4 separate regions of the Mus musculus genome follow, and all the other regions are linked to region 3. Evidence: chromatin contacts called from public HiChIP or PLAC-seq data. All regions are on one chromosome and are shown on one strand. The core of a region is the stretch at or near the end of the contact, and the rest is flanking DNA. Distances in the headings are between cores, read along the strand shown. Region 1 overlaps Itfg1 (integrin alpha FG-GAP repeat containing 1). Region 2 holds the start of Phkb (phosphorylase kinase beta). Region 3 has its middle 130 kb from the start of Abcc12. Region 4 holds the start of Dnaja2 (DnaJ heat shock protein family (Hsp40) member A2).

Evidence for each region. HiChIP or PLAC-seq counts read pairs in DNA pulled down with a chosen protein or histone mark.
Region 1: a contact with region 3 is called in an H3K27ac HiChIP or PLAC-seq map of oligodendrocyte precursor cells, with 6 times the contacts expected there. The contact joins two enhancer-like sites. A contact is called at or near these places in 1 of 484 Hi-C or Micro-C datasets (nephron progenitors) and 1 of 115 datasets of contacts at active chromatin or transcription factors (oligodendrocyte precursor cells).
Region 2: an H3K4me3 HiChIP or PLAC-seq map of embryonic forebrain shows a contact between it and region 3, with 6 times the contacts expected there. The contact joins the promoter of Phkb here to the enhancer-like site in region 3. A contact is called at or near these places in 9 of 39 promoter capture datasets (the 3T3-L1 cell line, the SN4741 cell line, cranial neural crest and 4 more), 1 of 484 Hi-C or Micro-C datasets (nephron progenitors), 12 of 115 datasets of contacts at active chromatin or transcription factors (the NIH/3T3 cell line, astrocytes, craniofacial prominence and 9 more) and 1 of 9 other capture datasets (adipose tissue).
Region 4: an H3K4me3 HiChIP or PLAC-seq map of embryonic forebrain shows a contact between it and region 3, with 3 times the contacts expected there. The contact joins the promoter of Dnaja2 here to the enhancer-like site in region 3. A contact is called at or near these places in 3 of 39 promoter capture datasets (embryonic stem cells, hippocampal neurons and liver) and 2 of 115 datasets of contacts at active chromatin or transcription factors (embryonic forebrain and large pre-B cells).

Annotation. Positions count from the first base shown.
Region 1 is chr8:85,784,351-85,787,050 of GRCm38.p6, reverse strand. All of the region lies in intron 6 of Itfg1 (integrin alpha FG-GAP repeat containing 1), which reads left to right. Among named protein-coding and RNA genes, the nearest start is that of Itfg1, 55 kb to the left of the region's middle. Within about 2 kb of position 1,415, at least 23 of the 459 cell types and tissues checked have an H3K27ac peak or open chromatin away from gene starts, as enhancers often do. A contact at or near this core is called in oligodendrocyte precursor cells, where this site is marked.
Region 2 is chr8:85,839,622-85,842,321 of GRCm38.p6, reverse strand. Phkb (phosphorylase kinase beta) reads right to left here and starts at 1,334. Exons shown (of 32, transcript NM_199446.2): 1 at 1,219-1,334. Itfg1 (integrin alpha FG-GAP repeat containing 1) reads left to right here and starts at 1,373. Exons shown (of 18, transcript NM_028007.3): 1 at 1,373-1,788. The coding sequence starts at 1,584.
Region 3 is chr8:86,437,385-86,440,084 of GRCm38.p6, reverse strand. No RefSeq gene overlaps it. Among named protein-coding and RNA genes, the nearest start is that of Abcc12, 130 kb to the left of the region's middle. Within about 2 kb of position 1,279, at least 79 of the 459 cell types and tissues checked have an H3K27ac peak or open chromatin away from gene starts, as enhancers often do. A contact at or near this core is called in the SN4741 cell line, embryonic basal ganglia, embryonic forebrain and 5 more, where this site is marked.
Region 4 is chr8:85,554,096-85,556,795 of GRCm38.p6, reverse strand. Dnaja2 (DnaJ heat shock protein family (Hsp40) member A2) reads left to right here and starts at 1,435. Exons shown (of 9, transcript NM_019794.5): 1 at 1,435-1,626. The coding sequence starts at 1,549.

The sequences.
Region 1 (2,700 bases), core at 166-2,665, 650 kb after region 3:
ATTTATTTTGGAGGTAGGGCCTAGGTGACATATTTTGAGCTTCTTCCTGACCTTTGACCAGTGGCACCTAGATTTTTTGTATCAGCTTGCACAGATATGAAACACTAGAGGAAGGGTATAGTAAGAATTCTGGAGTTTTTGTTTCTTTAATTAAAAAAAAAAGAAATACATAAGAATGTGTTTTCATTATAATCTCAGGCGTGGGCTATGGGACTGCTTCAGACTGCCTGCAGCAGCTGATGTGACTTGCCTCATGCTCTCAGAGGCATGATTCTGCCAGGTGCAGATAATTTCTACAATTGTGTGACGTTTGGAATTTTGGGAACTTTTCAGAGGATACATAAATGCTTGGGCCCTGAGAAGTAGTATGAGTGGCTGTTGATCATTCAGGAAGATTCGGTTGCAGTTGGTTAGTGCCTGTGGTCAAAGAGGATTCAAGAAAGAAATTAGATTCAGGGAGCTCTCTGTTTCTGTCTCTCTTTCTCTCTCTTTCTCTCTTTTCCTTCTCTATCCTTCCTTCTCTCCTTTCTAGTGATAGGGTGAAACCAGGAGGATAAAGGGTGGGCAAAAGAAGAACACACAAAGTCACAAAGACCCAACTACAGACAAAGGATAAAGTTTAAAACCTGTCAGCAATTAAACATCAGAGAAATGGTGTCAGTTCTGATTTGCAGTAAAACAGCGTCTCTGAGCCCATCCCTAAAGCTTGTTACAGTTGTTTCCTTGTGACACACGTTGGGCTGCCTTTGACATGAAATGTTTTCCCTATATGCGAAGACTGTTCCTCAGAGGCTGTAGCTTTGGATGTCTCTCCAGTACTCTGGAATGCCCATGCGTTTAACAGGCCTCTGTCTCTCCCGGCATACTCAGCTCTCAAGCTCTGTTAGGTGCCAACTGATTGTTCTGTTGTTGTTTCTGACAATGCACTAGGTGTGTGTGTAGGTGTGTGTGTGTGTGTGTGTGTGTGTGTATACACATTGCTTCTTGGTTTAATAATTGTGTGTAGATTCCTTTGCAAATTATTTTAGGCCAGTTTTATAGGCTCATTCATGCTCTGTGAATATTCTTAACAGTTATTTCAATGGTTCTTTCTTGGTAAAGCAGCTGGTCTGTGGTGTAGGTAAACTTGATACTCTGCTTCTGTTTCCACCAAATCTCTATTTGCTGCGAGCACACACTTAAGTTTGAACTTCCCCACATGCTCTTTTGGATCAAGTGAGCTTTTTTTAAAGCACAGCTTTGTAGTTGTCTGTGTTGCAGCCTGCCTTTCCTGCATGGCATAATCTTGAGCCATGAAGATGTCCTTCTGAATGGCACCACTGTTTTACAGAAAAGTGGTCATGTTCCTTATTCTGGAGAGAAATGAATAAACATCTATTCATCCCAAATCAGACACTAATGAACAAGGATGTGATTCTGTCCAAGCCCAGCTTAGGGAACAATGGGTTTATTGGGCTTACAAGAGGGAGGAATGAGGGAGGAAGTACTTACAGGAGCAGTGTTAACCCCCAAACATCTATGTCACTGACAAGTTGCACCCCAGCAGAGGTAACAACCTTCCCAGAAGCTGCAGAGGAATCCCCTTTTTAGACTTGTGCGTGTTGTATATACCATGCCACCAGCAGAGGTCACATGCACCAGAGGTCACATGCAGGGCTACTTATAGCTAGGGGCAGGGCTTCAGAATGGAGTGAGGGGCTAAAATCTCAGGGAAGGCCACACAACTCTGTCTTGGGGGAATGTTAAAACAGTCTACATTTCATGCTGGTTTTTGGTAAACACAGCTGCTAAGTTTCATGATGGCCATATCGTCTTGAAGCCAGGTAAATCCTTCATTCCTAGGAGGTGATGTGGGAGTGTCCATCAGCATTACCTTAGGTGTATTTCCTTTCATTCTGTCCTGTGACTCACTCTTAGCCATCAGAGGTAGTGAGACTTTGTAGTCTTAACAACCAAGCTTTTTCTTTATTCTTACGGGTATTTATTATATGTGTGTTGAGGTGCCAAGGGGATTATACTATACCCTGTGGAAGTCAGAGAACAATTTACTAGAACTTCTTTACCACAGCTGCTTCTACCATGGATGATCTTCAACTCAAACTCAGGTTTCAGGTTTGGCAGCCAGCATCTTTAGCCACTGAGCAATCTTGTAGGTCTCTAATGTTTCATTATTTGTTTTCTAGAATTTTGTACATGAAAACTATTAACATCATTTCCCCCCCCCTTCCTTTTCCCCTTTCCAACTCTTCTCATGTCTTCTCAACTACCTTTCAAATTCATCTATTTATATGTGCATATATATATATATATATATATATATATATATATATTCACACACATTATATGTGAATACAACCTTCTGAGTCCATCTTGTGTGTTTCATATGTATATTTGTTTAAGGCTAACGACATGGTTGACCTGTGACCTATCAGTTATCAGCTTGTCCCTGGAGAAGACTGATTCCAGTATTTATATATGTACATATACACACACACACACATAAGTACACAGATACAACTATCTGTGTCCATTTAGTATTGTTTATATCAAAATGTGTTTAGGGCTGACTACAGAATTGTCTATCAGGGTTATCAGGTTTGTCCCTGGAAAAGACTGGCTCTTCCTCTGAGCAGATATCAGTTGCCTTAGTGCTTCATTTAGGGATATGGCCTTGTAAGAGTTGTATCCACCTTGGCATAT
Region 2 (2,700 bases), core at 85-2,584, 600 kb after region 3:
TAGACCCTATAGGATTACTATGTTGCAAAACTGTGTTGCAAAAATACATGTTGGGGGTTGAGAGGACGGTTAAAGACCCTGGCAAAAGACTAGTTATTCTCTTTGCCCAGAACAACCTAATAGCACTTTTTCTATTCCCACAGCAACAGTGTTAATAACCAACTCAAAATTTCTATATGACACAATAAAAGAAAATATAAGCAACAAATATCCCTACAACTGTTTCAAATAATTCTACTGACTCTGAACTTGAGTCAACTGCTTTCTAAAAATTTCTCTTACTTTTCATGTGTTTGTTCCATTACAACCCTAAGTCCTAAGTAAATAAACACACAAAAATTTTAAGATTTCAAATGGAATGAAATTGGCAATACTTTAACAAATACAGTACTTTTCTACAATCTTTCGTCAATCTTTGACAAGGGAAAGGTTCTTGGTTGAACATTTCTTGTCCCCCACCTCTCGTGTTTAAGGACACATTTTTTCCCCCAAGATTGTATCCAATTTCAAAAGTGGCAGTTTCACTGCTGGCTCTCTGGAAAGTTATTAATCAGGAGTACTAACTTTTAAAACGCCAGTGTGACTTTGCAATTTGAACAAGTCAGTTCAGGACACTCGGACTGCTGGCTTTTTAATCTCCGTGGTTGGGAACCACAACTAGAAGCTACAGGTGGTGGGACCATTTGGCTAGGGAAGGGGCCAATTTCATTCTGAGTCATAACTGTACACTAACTTAACTTGTGGCACAAACCGTCTTCCTCAATTTCTGACACACAGAACTGGCTGCAGCTAAAAATTACTGAGGAATGTGAAGGGGGCATATGAGACAAAAGTAGTCGCCAGCTCTTTAGGACCTCACTAAAAATGGAGGTCTACTTTTTGCAGAGCAAGAGCGTTCAGGTTCCAAAGAACTTGTCACTAGCTGACTTACTCGGCAAAGTTTCTGGAGAAGTCAGCTTATCACTAACTTTGGAGAGGAAATAACTTGGGGGAGAAAGACAGACGTTATCTAAATGGGGGAAGTGCAGGGATTGGGGAATGGGGACCAAGATGGACAAGAGCAGGGCAGCAAGAGAAACCTATTGCTTTCTGGAGCCAACTTAAGGAAGCAAGTTGATCCCCAGGACAGATCCCACCTGCCTCCCTCCAGGGGACTTGCGGAGGAGCACCACCCCCTGTACCCAGGAGGGGGAAGGTTGTGGTCACAGGCAGTCAAACCTGAGCGCTTGGCCCGGGCTCTTCGTTCCAAGAGCTTCCAGCTTACTTCAGCCATGAGTCCCTCAGCCCCCGCCATCGCACAGTGCCCACCACCCCAGCTGCCAGTCAGCGAGGCCGGCCCGGCCCCGCCCCCTCGCGCGACACTGTCGGGAGGCACGACAGCCGGAAGTGAGTTCCCGGGCAGACGCCGCCCTAGCTCCTCGGCGTCTTGGTCGTCGGAGAAACAGCCCCAGGGCAGCGTGAGAGTGCAGCGAGGGGCTGCCCGTGAGGCCGCACCCCGAGTCTTTTCTCGGTCGGCCGGTCAGTCGCACGGTGCTTTGCGGCTGCCGTCAAGCGCGGCGGAGGCCGGCCGGGCCGAAGGCGCCATGGCGGCAGGCCGGCTTCCTAGCGCCAGGGCGGTGCTGGCCCCGCTGTTCTTGGGGCTCGCGCTGCTGAGCGTTGGGCCTGCCCCGGCGCGGGCTCTGCACAACGTCACGGCCGAGCTCTTTGGGGCTGAGGCCTGGGGCACCCTGGCGGCCTTCGGTGACCTCAACTCCGACAAACAGACGGACCTCTTCGTGCTGCGGGAAAGTCAGTGCTTGCCGGCCCTCCTCTGTCTGCCCCTCCCGGTGTACCCACGCCCCCTGATTCCTGTTACCCTACCTCTTGCATTTCCCAGTCTTCTGGCTCTCCCTTTATCTTCAGCACAGGGACAGCTTTCCCCTGTTTTTATCAACCCTCGGTCCTAACTCAGTAACCCCGCGGCTTGACCATCAGCCCAACCCTTAAGAACACACCAACCTCCCTTCATCTAGAAACCTCTAGCCTTCATATGGCGAATGATCACCTGCCTGCCAAAGGTCTTCCAGATTTCTAAGAACCTTGGTTTCTGGTCTAAGCATTTGCTTTCCCGTCTTTTTTCCAATCTTCCACCCCCTTTGATGAGAAAACATGCAAGCTGACAGTTTCTTGTGAGAGATGTTCTGCCTTCACCTCCTACTAATTCTGCCCTTCCTTGTGTTAAGATCTTTAAAGGCACTGTGCCTTCCTCAGGCACCAAATTCTCCACCACTCACACCAGCCTCTGTTGTTGTTAACTGCTGATAAACGCAGTGCCTCCTTGGTCATACATTCTCAAACTTCAGACTTCTCCAGCATAAGGTGCCTTAGCTTAGTGTACATCTGGCCCCTCCTCATCTTGAGTACTGCTATAGTCTTCATCCAACTTGCCATTGAAAGTTCATTAACCACATTAAGCCTTAAAAGAAAAAATGTCTGATGCTGACCAAGTGCATCGGTTGGTGGTTAAGGACCAAGGCCATGAATAAAGTTTAAAGCCCCTACAAAGCTGACTGGCAGGATCCTGACAAGGTCTTTTGAGTGCTCTTTCCAGGACCCCAGAACCTCTTATAAGACCTGGATGGTTTTTCCTCTATTTGAATGATTACCCACATTGCAAGAATACTCAAAGTCTGTAGCTAATCTATCCAAACTAGATACAGA
Region 3 (2,700 bases), core at 30-2,529:
ATACATTTGCTCACAAATGTTAGCAGGAGGGACACACTGTGTGTATACTTACATCCTACACAGATCATCTTGCTTTGTGTATGTCTCAGTTATGCTTCTGTTCCTGTGAGGAACACCAGGTCCAAAAGTAACTTGGGGAGGAAAGGGTTTCCTTCAGCTTTCACTTTTCACAGTCCACTGTGGAAGGAGACCAGAGCAGAACCAAAATGTGGAGGCAGGAACTGAAGCAGAAGCCATGGAGGAGCCCTATTTACTGGCTTGCTCCTCATGGCTTGCTCAGCCTACTTTCTTACACAGTCCAGGCCTACCTGACCAGAGGTGGCATTGCCTCCAGTGGACTGGGCTGGTATGTAGACCTCAGCTCCACATCCATCATCAGTCATGAAAATGGGTTGCAGGCTTGCCTACAGGCCACTCTAATGGGAACTTTTTCTTAACTGTGATTCCCTTTTCTCAAATGACTGTAGCTGGTTCCAAATTGACAAAAGTCAACCAGAACAATATACAACAGAATGATGCTTCTCCTCTGCCACCCACAGGGACTGATATCCCCTTAGGGATGGCTTGGACTTACTGAGAATGTATGCTCCAGAAAGAGGACAGAGGTGACCTACACTCTCTTTGTCTGTACACTTGTACAGGACAGTAACCAAATTTGTGAGGCATGACACAAATTAGACAATCTAATTATTGCGAGTGATGGTGACATTAGACATTTATTGGGGACCGACATGATGAGTTTAGAGATTTTCATAAGTTTGGTGATATTTCTTTGTGTAATGGGAACAATTATTATCATCCTCACAGCAGAAGAGAAATTTAAGGCACAGGCTAGTTGATACCCCACAACAACATAGCCAGGAGATAGCCAGGCCAGAACTAGAATTCAGAGAGTCAGATGCTCAGGCTTATGCCTTTGACCTTTGATGCTCGTGTTCCAGGCCATGCATATGTAAGATTACTATGGACATCAGTATTGACACTGAAGCAAAGGCAGTGGGCTGATACTGCAGCTTCAAATGGGTTCTGCCCTCTGTGAGCATTTCAGGACATTGACGTGACCTTTCTTTCTACGTCTTTCACAACAGGCACAGAGAGCTGACCGAACTACTGATGAGGGTCAAGTTATTGAGTTCCCACCTCCCAGCCTGGGAAATTACTCAGATCTCCCAGTAAACATTCCTTCTCTTTGGAAACAAGATGGCATAGACTGTGAGATGCTGCTGTGGAGAGACATGTTGCCATGGCAGCAGCTCATGCCTCCTTCCCACCCGCTCTGAGGTGCTCTGACACAGGCAGTGGTTTCCATAGTAACAGGAATAATTGAGGGTCTGTGAAGAAAGGACTTGTGTATGTTCTGACATGGGAAGAATTGAAAATGAATCCTGATCATTTAGAGGGCTATCCTACCATATGTCAAAGAGGAACAGCATCATCACTACAGGGATAATCCCAGAAAGTGGATCTTAGTGATCTTAGAGATTCTTAGCTTATACTCCACTAAAAGTTCACCTTTCATCTTTCTATGGGGACAATTTAAGACTTCATACAATAAGATGAAGAGGTGGAAAGTATAGCCAAGAGTGAAAGATCAGGAGTGTGTAGATCAATTACTACACAGGTGACAGGCTTACAGGTAACTTTTAAACATGGGTCCAGATTTCTTGGGAAAATTTCAAAGGATGAAGGAACCTATACTCTCCTCTATTCTATTCAAAGATGCTCAGTGCCCTTCCCACTAACTGACAGCGATACAGACTGCTCTGCCCCTTCAGAGTGCTTGCCTTGGTTGGTTCCAGTTAGGCTGAGATGCTACCCCCCATCTGTGACATGTGTGGCTCCATCTGTGATGTGGGCCTTCATATCAACATTCCCATTGACCTTTGGGGGCTTTGGAGGTGAGACGAGATAAAGACAGAAGGCCAACTAGTGTCAGTCCGTAATTCTAAGAGCAGGCTGAGTGGTACAGAGCTCTTAGCACAGTCTCCATGGTATGCCTCTTCCTGGGCTACACGTGGGTATGAGATGTGGCAGTCTTGCTAATACTAGAGAGCTTGGTTTGCGAAGACAGGTTCTAAGTAAGTAGTTTATATTGACACACTGATTTTCCTCACTCTCTGAAGAGCTACTGCTGCATTTTCTTCATTTTTGCAGTTGAAAAAATAAGACAGAGAGAGTTTGAGTAACATGCACAAAGTCTCACAATTACTACATAGCTAGAAATCAGACTGCACGCTGAACTGCACGCGTTGGCCATAGGAAGAAACCAAACTCTTATGTGCAAAAAGGGTTAGACAGACCAATTCCTCAGTGGCAGAAATCCAGTTCAGTGTTAAGGAGGAAAAGGGATGTGGTCTGTGGAGCTTCAAGCACAGCTGGATCTAGGCACTCCATCTGTTAGCTCAGCTCAGCCCAGCACCCTCCCTCTGCTAAATCCTCTCCCTCAGTGATGTCAGAGATGTCTACTGGCAGCTTCTAAGTGACATCTCACTTAGCTCAGCTCCAGGAGCTAAAGAGGATCTTGCCCACCCGCTCATCACTCCATGCAAGACTTGCAGTTGATAATGGTGATGTGGCTGCTCCAGTATGAGTCACATGCCAACTATTTAGTTGATGCTGTATTCTTAGTGGCCAGACTTGGATCAAGTGCCAAATCTTTTGGCTGTGGTGGGAGGAAGCTAAGATAAGGGGAAGAAAAGG
Region 4 (2,700 bases), core at 186-2,685, 880 kb after region 3:
ACCTCAGAAAATACATTGCAGAGCCAAGCTTACTGTTAAAAGAAGGCAGAGCCAAGCTCCCAGCTTATACAATCTAATTTCAGGACTTACACTCTTGAATGATTAGGGGTCTTTGTAAAATTCAAAGTCAGAAGAAGGATGATCTGACTTCAACATCTGCCCCAGGGTTATTTTGGCTGATCTGGGTGTGTGGGTGAGTGTTCCCTCTTCTTCTTTGTATGTCCCTTCCTGAAACTGGGTATTTGATCAAGAAGAGAGGCTAATCTTTGGCAAAAGGGTATAAAATAGCTGTGGTCCCCTGCTAGAAACCTCCAAATAAGTCCTGGAAACCAGATAGATAAGCTATATTCTATTAAAGAATTTTGACTCACATGTGAGAACAGCATTCATGTCATAAATCATACTTATCAGGAAAACGAACATCAAATAAGACAGGAAGGTTCACCAGGTTATGAATTAAGGAAAACACTACAGGTTAAGGGGCATTTTGAATAGCAGAAGGAGCATCTAACTTCTCATGAGACTCTTCTGAGCGTTCAGGTTAAATTTCAGAAGTCTTAGCACGGCAGTGAAGGACCTCCAAAACTCGGTCAAGAAGAATAACAAGAAAGGTGTATCACCTCCACTGACAGACTTATGGCCAATGAGCAATTGTTTCCCAGTTCAGGTTTTCAACTGACCAGAAGTGTTTTACTATCGGAAAACCAGTTGGAAGGCAAGCTATACATTCTGGAATGTGGTAAAGCACAGAAATCTTTCAAGCTAAAGCAAAACGAAACTCGACTGACAGCCACCAAGTGCCGGCACGCTGCCATACTGTCTTATGCCAACCAAACCTTTGGCGTTAGCTAATTTTAAAGCTGTCAAGTGAGACACTTGAACACATGATCCCGGTGGAACAGGGTGACTTTGGTTTATCTGGATGCCCCGAAACCAACTGGGAATGTGTAAAAAAGATTTGTCCTTTCCTCCGATGTGACAGGATGGCTATGCCTTTAAAACCTCGTCTGCTAGGTATAAATCTGAGTATTTATGAATGAAATTGTTTCCCCTACGCAGAGGTGCTGAGGGGGAAGTTAAGGAGATGAAATGAGTTAGTGAAGGTGTTGATGAAATCACATCACGGGCGTAACTCGCTATTTGGGAACCTCACACACTCACACCCACGTGCTGTTTTTCACCGTGGCCCCGGGGGGACCACCCCGTGAGGATTCCACGCCGGCTTCTTTCCCTCAGGCCTCAGCCGCACCGAGAGTTCTTTATGAACGCCGCACACCGCTCCCCTCCACTCCGCGGTCGCTCGCGCGTCACGGAGCGGCGACAGGAAAGGGCCCCACCAGCCGCTCTCGGGCGCCCACCGCCCAACCCCGCCCCGCCCGGCCCCGGAGGCGGGGCCTTGTGGCGACGTCATGGCGCTGCGCCGGGTCAAAGTTCAGCCCCGCCTGCCTCCCCGCGCCGTCTCCTCGGCCTGCGCCGCCGCCGCTCGTGGTCCGGGTCGCGCTCCTTCCGCTCCGCCGCCTGCTTGCGAGTGCTGCCCGGCAGGCCGCCATGGCGAACGTGGCCGACACGAAGCTGTACGACATCCTGGGCGTCCCTCCCGGCGCTAGCGAGAACGAGCTGAAGAAGGTACTGGAGCGAGCCGGCCGGCGGGCGGGGCGAGGGCGCGGGGCCTGCGCGGTCTGGGCGGCCTGAGCCGGGCTGAGGCGCGGCGGCGGCGGGGGCGCAGTCGGCTCGGCTGACCTTGGGCCTCCGCCCGCCCGGCCCTGCGCAGACGCGGCCCGCCAGCTCGGCGCCCGGGGCCACCCGGAAAAACAGGTCGGACCGCGGTGCTCGCGCCGCCGGGCCGGGGAGGAGCTGACCGCCGGCGCCGGTGTGGGGCTGAGGGCCGCAGCCCCCGGCGCTGAGCAGGCTCCTCCCTCAGCCTCGCTCGCCCGGCAGCTGGAGCGGCGTGGGTCTGTTTGGAAGCATTGTTCTGTGGGCTGGAGATCTAAATACCCCGTGGCCGCTTCGGGGATGAGTCGTGTGCCCCAGCCAAACACCTGAGCGTGCACTCCCTAAAAATAAGACACGTCTTATTGTTGTCCTTTGTAGTAGTTCCAAATCATCTCGGGACTTGGGGTATTAATAAAGTCAGCATCTTCTCTGGCTGTCGGGATCCAATCCGCATTTGTAAACTGAGAAAAATAAGAATGTCCCGTAAGTACTGGGACTGGTAAAGTCCAAAGAAAAAGACTTCCTGTTACCCTACCGGAAATGGTAGGCTGTGTTATATAATTCATGAGTCTGTGTGAGGACTTACATGGTGCTTAACCACATCGCTTAATTGAAAGTATGTAGTTTCACCACCACCTAAGACCCCAGTTAGCCGACCGTGTGCGAGTAAAACATCACTTAGGACCTCCTGGGTGTCCTGTTAGAGGGCAGGCAGAGGAGCCAGCCAGCATGGGGAGAGATACTTGGTAGAAGTATCCTATGCTTAATTTGTAGTAGTGCTTGAGTTTCTGTAAAACGTAGTCACTCAATCTAAAATTTGTTTGGTTATTGTGGTCTCCTTGGTCTGGCTACTGGCCATCAAAGACATTTGATAATAGTTTGTAAAAAAAGAAAGAAAAAATGTTTCAGTATCTTCTTTGTTGTTTTATTTGTATTTTTCTTCAGTAACTTTGGGTATATTATTAGTAAATACTATTGAAGTGGAAA